Linked DNA regions of Hordeum vulgare: regions 2 and 3 are each linked to region 1. Evidence: chromatin contacts called from public Hi-C data. All regions are on one chromosome and are shown on one strand. Each heading gives the region's core, a stretch centred on a gene start, on an enhancer-like site or on the middle of the called end of the contact. The rest is flanking DNA. Distances are from core to core; before and after follow the strand shown. Region 1 holds the start of LOC123425796 (chitin-inducible gibberellin-responsive protein 1). Region 2 holds the start of LOC123425793 (isopentenyl-diphosphate Delta-isomerase I-like). Region 3 holds the start of LOC123425798 (probable histone H2A.2).

The links. A called contact is a pair of places that touch in the nucleus more often than the background predicts.
Region 2: a Hi-C map of leaf shows a contact between it and region 1, with 4 times the contacts expected there. The contact joins the promoter of LOC123425793 here to the promoter of LOC123425796 in region 1. A contact is called at or near these places in 2 of 6 Hi-C or Micro-C datasets (leaf and seedling).
Region 3: a Hi-C map of seedling shows a contact between it and region 1, with 4 times the contacts expected there. The contact joins the promoter of LOC123425798 here to the promoter of LOC123425796 in region 1. A contact is called at or near these places in 4 of 6 Hi-C or Micro-C datasets (leaf and seedling) and 1 of 1 datasets of contacts at active chromatin or transcription factors (embryo).

Annotation. Positions count from the first base shown.
Region 1 is chr2H:192,471,569-192,474,485 of MorexV3_pseudomolecules_assembly, forward strand. It overlaps LOC123425796 (chitin-inducible gibberellin-responsive protein 1), which reads right to left and starts at 1,438. Exons shown (of 2, transcript XM_045109533.1): 1 at 1,264-1,438.
Region 2 is chr2H:192,005,691-192,008,607 of MorexV3_pseudomolecules_assembly, forward strand. It overlaps LOC123425793 (isopentenyl-diphosphate Delta-isomerase I-like), which reads right to left and starts at 1,524. Exons shown (of 6, transcript XM_045109531.1): 1 at 1,363-1,524. The coding sequence starts at 1,427.
Region 3 is chr2H:192,866,093-192,869,009 of MorexV3_pseudomolecules_assembly, forward strand. It overlaps LOC123425798 (probable histone H2A.2), which reads right to left and starts at 1,548. Exons shown (of 2, transcript XM_045109537.1): 1 at 1,259-1,548; 2 at 525-1,006. The coding sequence starts at 1,447. The coding sequence ends at 788. It overlaps LOC123425797 (formin-like protein 11), which reads left to right. Exons shown (of 7, transcript XM_045109535.1): 7 at 1-196.

The DNA of each region.
Region 1 (2,917 bases), core at 188-2,687:
TTCAGCGCGCCCATTGACCACCCTTCACGATTAAGACATGCAACCATGAGCATTCTCTAGTTGGTTTAAGAGAACTGACCCACTGTTTGGTCACCGATCCTTCAGTGAATGCACGACTGAGACCAATGTTCAGCGGACCCTAAGATTCTCTAGTTGGTTGAAGACGATTGACCAGCCTTGTTGGTTTGACTATTGGTCCGTAGCTCTTCCTATGAATTCCCAAGATGGAACCCCCCCCCACTAGCAACAAGAAGTTTGACCACTCAGACCGTGTGGAATCAGCAGCACCTTTCATCACTCACACAAGAAGCCAATTTGTGTAACATGTGTAGTAGGCTAAGCTGCTAAGGGTAGCTAAAATCGTAGTATTGATTATTGGATATTAAGTTAGTGACGCACTCTCAAGGACCAACCTCGATTCGTTCATCTATTGGGGCACTTTGCCTGGTAAGGGAGTTCTTTTTCCATGAATCGTCTTCAGGAAAGGCAGGTCCAATTGACTCGTCAATCAAGCGAAACATAAGATTTTTTTTTCCGAGGTGTATATGTCCCAATCAAGGAGGCAGATAGATCCTGTGGTTCCTCCCCGGGAAAATTAGTTTAGACTAGTTGGAGCTACCGCATCAATCTACTACTGTATGCCTGCCTCCATGTTTCCATAAACCAGAGGCAGCGATGGTTCCATTTCTAACATGAGAATCACTAATTTGGCGACGAAATTAACTAACTCTGGAATAATAAATTCCGGGCACAAGTCCAGGCAAGTAACATAAAAGTACATCTCGCACGGATGAGCGCCCATCAGACGAACCATAAGTAGGCCATGCCCACCTAGACCTAGGAGCCAGCCAGTATAAAATTAGGAACAAAATGCAACAGTAGCCTCCAGAGCGGAAGCGGAGCAGGATCAACTCCTTCGTCCCCGAAATGGAGGTCATCCGTGGAAGCTAGAAGCGAAATGCTCTCAGCCGAGGCCTTTGGCAGGTCGAATTGGCTCAAACCAAGACGAATCCCCAACTGATTCGTCAGCTAGACACCACTCACCCGAACCACCAAACCCCGTCCAACAGCCCATCTCATCGCCGAACGAGAGCCCGGAACCCGCCCAGGATCCCACCTTCGCCCTCCCGAACTATGGAATCAAACCCGAAATAGCCAGGCAAAAAACACCCAAAAAAAGCACAGCAATTCAGCGGCTTCCGGCAAAAATCAGTCGCACAGCAGGCACGGAAGCCGACGAGGTACGAGGACGGGAGCTCTCACCTCCTCCGATCTGCACGGCCGGCCCGGCGCCTCGATCCACCTCCAGCAATCTCCCTCCCTTTCTCTCTCGCTTTTCTTCTCTCTCTCTTGTGGTTCTCGTGTCCTAGTCCCTTCTCTCTTTGCGCCCCCTCCCTCTTTTCGTGTGCGCGATAATTAATATCTATCACAAGCAAGACGGCGAGCGAGAGAGAAATAAATAAATCCCAAAGTGCCACGGCTTTATATGCCCCCGGCTCCGAGCAGACGGCGACCGTGCGCGCCTGACGCCGTCTCCCCGGTCAGCGCTCCCGCGTCCTGACGCCGTGGCTTCCGCGCCCTTCACGCCGTTACGGGCGGAGGCACGGGCCCCGTCGGATGAGGATCGGACGCTCCACCGAGCCGACGCGCAGTCACGTGCGGCGCGCGGCGAGGTGCCACGACACGCGTGACGCCGGCAGCACGGACACGCGGTCTCGCGTTTGACCTCACGCGCAAGGAGGTTTGAACGGTCCGCGGCCGTGCGATCGGGATCCGAGGGTGGGCTGGCCATCGTGTGTGTGGCCCGGGGGCTTCGGCGGTTCGCGGATGGATGCTTGCTTGGCCCGCCCGTCCGTCCGATGAGACGGGGCTGCGGGAGATAAGATGGTGACGTGGGCCCCGTGCGTTGGCGCGGGGACCACCGCGAGGAAGACGACGGAGGAGGGTGATGTGGGATGCGCTCCCGCTTTTGCCTCGGTGGTTTCCATTTCGATGGGAGAATGTGATGCCTCTTTTTTTTCCTCCGGTACAAGAAATGCGATTGGCCTGCTGCCTACTTTCCACTTTCTTTTCTCAGTATTTTTCCATTACTGCAAACTCCAACGCAAGTGGTAAATTTTAAAAATGTGCAAGCAGTATTTTTTTTTTGTGATAGGGATCGTGTACGTTTTTTACTGGATTTTATGCACTGTGCAATGGCTACGGAGATGTGACATGTAGTTCAAACGCACCCAGTAAGGTAGCTAGTTATCCGTACGTAAGAAAGTTTGCCACCAAATGTGAGCTCCAGGTCTGAACAAAGCAAGAACGTAGGCTGGCTTCTAGAAGGACGCTGGGCACGATGCAAACTTGCTGCGACTACCCGCGTTCTTAAACTTTAAGGAAGGAAGGAACAGCTGTGAATGGGCCGCACCCCATGAACTCCCCTGGGGCCCGTCGTCGTCCTATTGGAACCTAGTGGGCTTATTCTACTGGATGAGCAGGCCACTGACGTCTCACCTGATGCGGATTCGATGCGCGAGAACGAACGATGATGGGTGCTCAGTGCTCTGAAAACCTTCTATGATCTCCTTTCTAAATTATTTTTGCAGCGGCATGCGCGAAGCTGCCACCAAAAACACGAATCGACTTTTTTATAAATATAATGCTGAGAGACATGGAGAAAGAGAAAAGGTACGCTTTGGCTTTGTGAAGTGGTGTCACACCAAGGCTAAACTAACTGTGCAGTGATTATAATAAAGGCAAGGTCCACTCGCCAAAAAAGAAATTAAGACCATGAAAGCATCTTCAGCCACACACAAGAAAGCTGACCCCAAACGCTTCCGGGTCCGGACGCCTACGCGGACACTTGCAATGCGTCTACGTACATTAACGGATCAAAATTTAAATTTGTTTTTTTTGTCTCATACTTCATATG
Region 2 (2,917 bases), core at 274-2,773, 470 kb before region 1:
ATAGCCAATGGTAAGCAACTAGACTTGAGGCTTATCATGCTTACATTGAACAAGTGCAGTCAAACTTGCTGCATTGCAGACAAGATCTGAACAAATTTGTCATATAAGGAATACTTTAAGGAAAAGGCTCATTTTTAGAACCACGGGTGTTACTTTATCTTCTGAATTTCAGCATAAATGTTTCACTCTGAATAAGACGACTGCAGCCCTCAGGAAAAAAATATTCACACAAATGCTTAAAAATAAAAAAGAAACTTGCAAATTGCAAATTCAGCCCTTCATATAATTATCAGTTTCACATAATACAATGTGAAAAGGGGAATGTGAGCTCCTTATTACAAAAAACATAGTGAGGCTTTTATAAGCACGGGTATACCTACACCTGTTAACTGTTTGGATATTTATATGGTGCACAAAAGAAAAATCCACAAAAAATCCTGAACATGTGGTGCTGAATCGATGTTGACATATAAAAATTCAGTGCCATATTTTTGAGCGTTTGGAGAAACAAAAAAAAGAGTAAGTTCGAGAAAAAAAAATTGTGCCACATGTTCTTTCTATGTGTCCCGCATACCATTGATTTTCATTCCGATTACTGGTGTGTAACACTGTATACTGCAGTCATGATTTTTTGAGATTTTGAATAGAAATACTCAACAACCTCACTAATTCCTAAGGAAATCTATCTTTGATCCACGCTCGCCTACTCAGAAGTTCCCAGTCAAATTTGTACTGCTCGTAACCTGAGCCTTTTTTATGGCCTCCAGGCTATGTAGCTTGTAAACCACAACCTCAGATCACGTTTAGCACATTCAAAACATGGACAATTTTTGCAAAGAACTAGGTGCCTGCTTGTCGTCTAAAACGAGCAGGCAGTCCTAGGAGGGGTCAAACCCCTGCTTGGTAGTACTAGTTAGTACTAGCTGTTTCTTGCTGCCACGATGCTATGATGTACAGTACTGTACTTTGTAGCCAAACGCAGAGGCTGCACTACAGTGCCCTCGTCGCACGGCAATGGCATGTCCGGAATTTGTGGGGCAGCGGTCTCCCACACAGTATATATAGGACGAGATCGATACCTCATGCCTCCCCGGACACGCAAGTCGACCGGGGATGCAAGCCATCACTGCAAGACGAGCACATGATCCAATGTTCAAAATTCAAATCCCACACCCTCCCGTTCTGATCCCAGACGAGATCCAACGGAGCAGCCAAACATACGAGGCCGAAGGCTCAAAACCCAGACGTGAAACACGCCCGACAAATCCAGATGCGCGCATCTCAGCACAACTCTGACGAGATGCTTCAACTTAAAAAACAACTAGAGGCGGGGGAGAGGAAGAGTAGGATGCGGACGCTCACTCGTCGTCAAACATGAGGCGCCTCTGGACCTCGTCCATCCCGGCGTCGTCGCCCGTGCCGGCCATGTCTCGCGGCGGAGGTGTCCGGGAGGCGACGCGAGAGCTCTGCGGCCGTGCGCAGTGTGTATGCGCTGCGCAGGGGTGGGGGCGACGACAGGTGAGGACTGAGGCGGGGGCTGATAAATAACGGAGAGGGGAGGGGGCCGGCGGCGCGGCGTTGTGGGCCCGGTGTGTCAGCGAATATATCCACGCGAGCAGCCGGGATTCCCTGCGGTCCGGAAGCGTACTCGGGTGCGAGGCTCCGGCGCTCGCGAGGGGGGCGTTTCCATACTCGCTTCGGTCGCTGAGCTGTGGGCCCCGGGCTGCGTTTCCTAAGTCGAGAGACATGCCATACGAGGGGCCATGCCAAATAAAGTTCAAAGGCAACTTTTAAAAATGGCATATTTTAGAATAAAAAATTACATTATCTTATATGGTAATCATACTGCGTGCAAGTTCAGTGCAAAAGCTTGCCACGCGATGGGCTTGTAGCCTTCGGATGTTGCGGGGGTATGGCATCCCTTATTTTAAGGTGTAGGACCATCTATTTTAGTTGAGTTTGTATGGTTATTAATCTTTACTTATATATTATATTATTAATTATTATTGTATATTTTTATTTTATTTAAAAAGAACTTTTCGCTTCACCTTTTCCTTCATCCAATCTCTCTATATACATTCCATATTCCTTTCTCCTGTTTGACTTTTCCTACCATCTTTGATTTTTCCTTCCATCGATTTTCCTTCAAATAGACTCAACCATCTCACGTTTTATTAACTTATTAAAATAAACTCTTTTTTATAAGTCAATAAATATTTATCAAATAGTAAGTGCTTAACAGGAGTATGACATGTAAATCATGTTGACTGTGTACAAAAATTTGCTAAGGTTTTACCACACCAACGTAATAATGTGCAACCATGGACTAATCTATTTAAATAATTACATTTTGGTTGCAGCGCACAGACAATTATTTAGTATAAGATCAAAAATAATGTGTATAAATATCTTCTCTTTTTGAAGGAATATATTCTTCCAAGTAACACTCATGTTTTTTTAGTTGCCATGTTTTCTTGTTTGCTTGGAATTGTACAGCGGAAAAATGGGCATCTAACATCTCTCTGGGTAGGCACAAAAATTACACCTTCTCCCTTTGGACAAAAAAGAGATTACCCCTAACTTTGTGTTGGCACAACAATATGTAGCGAACAACCACACATACATGTCACTATTCTCTAACAGACATGTGAGTTAGAAACCAAAACCCACACACAACAAGGGCTACAATTTGTGATAACTCACGAGATCGATTATCCGCCGATGGTTGAGTGTTGGTCTTTCGCTAGTCTTTATGTCACGAGTCATCTCTCGTGCTTGTCCCATTCCTCCACCTCACTTGTCGCACATGAGTTGTTGGCTAGTGCCGCCTTCATGGCACACCATCCATGCTTGTAGTGTCACATTACCTCCACTAGTCTCTCGCCTCCGCCCTCAATTCTCAGTCATCACAGTAACT
Region 3 (2,917 bases), core at 298-2,797, 390 kb after region 1:
CTGCTGTTTTTTCCGCTGTAGGAGTACATTTCTACCATCACAGAAAGGAGAGGAAGAAGTACAGTAGTAGAAAGACAGATGCACCACACAGGCTCATAAACATTGGATTCTTTTGCTTGCACTTGACAAAACTTTTTGCAGAGAGCAAAGCTGTAAATTGTCATGCTTTTAACCGAAACATCCTGCGTTCGCGTCATGTGAGTATGCTCTGGCCTCGGGCGACTTGGTCTGCCTTTTGCAATGTGGCGTGAGACCTGGTACCAGATTCGTATTCGTACTGCTGTTGTGCTGTCTTAGCTTCCTTTTCTCGATCTGTACCTACCGTTTCTTCACCGTCCGGATAGTCAGGGCACCCAAAACAATGTGCAGCGGCTGCTATATGTGGACTGATAATTGTTTATCTCCCATACCATTTCAATCGTTTTCTATCCTTGGTCGAACATTTAAGATGAAAAAATAGGCAAGAATTGACAGTGGAAATTTGACAAGAACACGGTAGTAGAATTTGACAAGTGCAGAGAATGTAACAATTCATAGATGCGACTTCTATAGAACGTAGCAACGAATTACAGAGGATGTAACCATTGTCCACACCTAGTTTAGCACCGGTACAAGCACACAGATTCATTCAGAAACTAATACGTACTACTCCTAGTAAAACGCAACACCTAGGCAACACTTGACTGCAGACGCTACTACACAGATACAACATCCACAACCTTCTGACCGAACACGCTACTACACAGATACAGCCGAGCACCCACGACCACCGAGAAGGAGCCGTCATCTAGCTATCGTCATCGGCAGCCGCGGCCTTGGCGCTGCCTCCGGCCTTCTTGGGGAGCAGAAGGTTGTGGATGTTGGGCATGACACCGCCGCTGGCGATTGTGACCATACCGAGCAGGCGGGAGAGCTCCTCGTCGTTGCGGACGGCAAGCTGGATATGTCGCGGCACGATGCGGGTCTTCTTGTTGTCCCTCGCGGCGTTCCCGGCCAACTCCAGGACCTGCACAAACAAGGGAGTCGCAACGGTTACTCTAAAATTCGACAAAGCTTCAAGCGAAATTAGCGAGCAGAACCGCCTAGGCACAAAGAAAAGTGAGAGGCGACAGATACAAATAGTACTAGTATTCTCATCCGAAACCCTAGAAATTTTCCCCAATTTGGCGGACAAACCACCGATCGACGAGACACCAACCGCTCGAATTCACCACCCAAAGCAGCAAAATCAGGCATCGGGTAATAGAATTCCACGCACCTCAGCGGCGAGATACTCCAGCACGGCGGCGAGGTAGACGGGAGCGCCGGCGCCAACCCTCTCGGCGTACTTGCCGGCCTTGAGGAACCGCGCGATCCTGCCGACGGGAAACTGGAGCCCGGCCTTGGAGCTCCTGGAGATAGCCTTCTTGGCGGCGCCGGAGCCGATAGCCTTGCCCCTCCCAGCCATGTCTACAGTACTCCGAGGGTTTCCGCGGTTGAGGAATGGAAGCGAGAAGCTACGGGAGCAAGTGCGGAGGGGGTGTGGTGTGGGTATACGGCTGGTAGGCAGGAGCGGTGGGTGGGGGGTGGATTATATAGAGGAGGAGAGCCAATGCGAGGGGAGTGCGCGGATCGGTGACGTGGTGGAGAGGACATGCGGCGAGCGGCGGGATCCAGTCCGTCGGATGGGAAGAGCCGTGGAGCGGTTGGTTTTTGGTTTACCGCCTCGGCTTTTCGCCGTTTCGGGGTCGGTGCTAACTCCAACTCCACCGCGATCCCGTCTTGTCCGTGTACATGTCTTTGACGTAAAATGGATATAAACGACATGAACTCAACACGTAAGAGCATATTCATTTTTTGTTCGTTTCATGTTCGTTTAATCCATTTACGGATCAAATTTAAGAACGAACACGCACGTATGCTTTTTGGACACTTTTTGTTCGAGTTGTGTCCGTTGCATGTGAGAGCTCACCCGCCTGTCATTGAAACCCGATGGGCCCACTCACCCATCCTTCTCTTTCCTCTTTTTCACACAGCGCTCCACCCACGACCATGACGAGGTTGACGAGCAGGGACGGCGCGCCGACGAGCAGCAGCAATGGGAGTCGGGGCGGGTGAGCGCGGCTAGGCGATGTGGGCGGCGTACGAGCAGGCGCGGCGGCCAGGCGGGCGCGCAGGCACGGGTGGGATGCGACGGGGCGGGCGGAGCAGGGCACGGGCACGCAGCCGACAAGGGCGAGCGGGCGAGGGCAGGGCGCGGCGGCAAGGCGGGCGCGCAAGCGCGACCGGTGCGCGGCGGGGCAGGCGGAGCAGGGCGCGGGCACGCAGCCAGTGAGGGCGAGCGGGCAGGGTAGGGTGTGGTGGTCAGGCAGGCGCGCAGGTCGCGGGCATGTGGGCGGCGAAGGCGGGCGGGCGGGCGAGGGCAGGCCCCGACGAACGCGCACGGGCGCTGCACCAGCAGGGGCGGGTGCTTGCGACCACAGGCGTGGCATGGGCGAGTCGTTGTAGCTAGGGCGCGATCGGAGCAGAAAGGCGAGGCGGGCAAGGACGAGGGCCTGGCGAAGCTCGCAGCAGTGGACTTGGCGAGCTGCGGGAGCGCGGGCGCGACGACTCACTAGCGTCGGCGACGGGTGCAGATGGGCGCGGTTGTAGGCTTGGCGCGACAGGGCACGGCGGATTCGGGCGATGCGGCTACCAGGAGCACGGTGGGCGCGGGCGCGGACCTCACCGACGGCAGCGACCACCCGGAGCTCCAAGCGCACGACAGCAGCCACGTTGTGTTCTTTACACGTGTGTTCTTAATGTGTTCGATTGAACTAGTATCACCCTACCTACTCCCAATATCTACTCCATTCGTTCCTAAATATAAGTCTTTTAGGGATTTCACTACTGACTACATACGGAGAAAAATGAATGAATCTATACGCTAAAATATGTC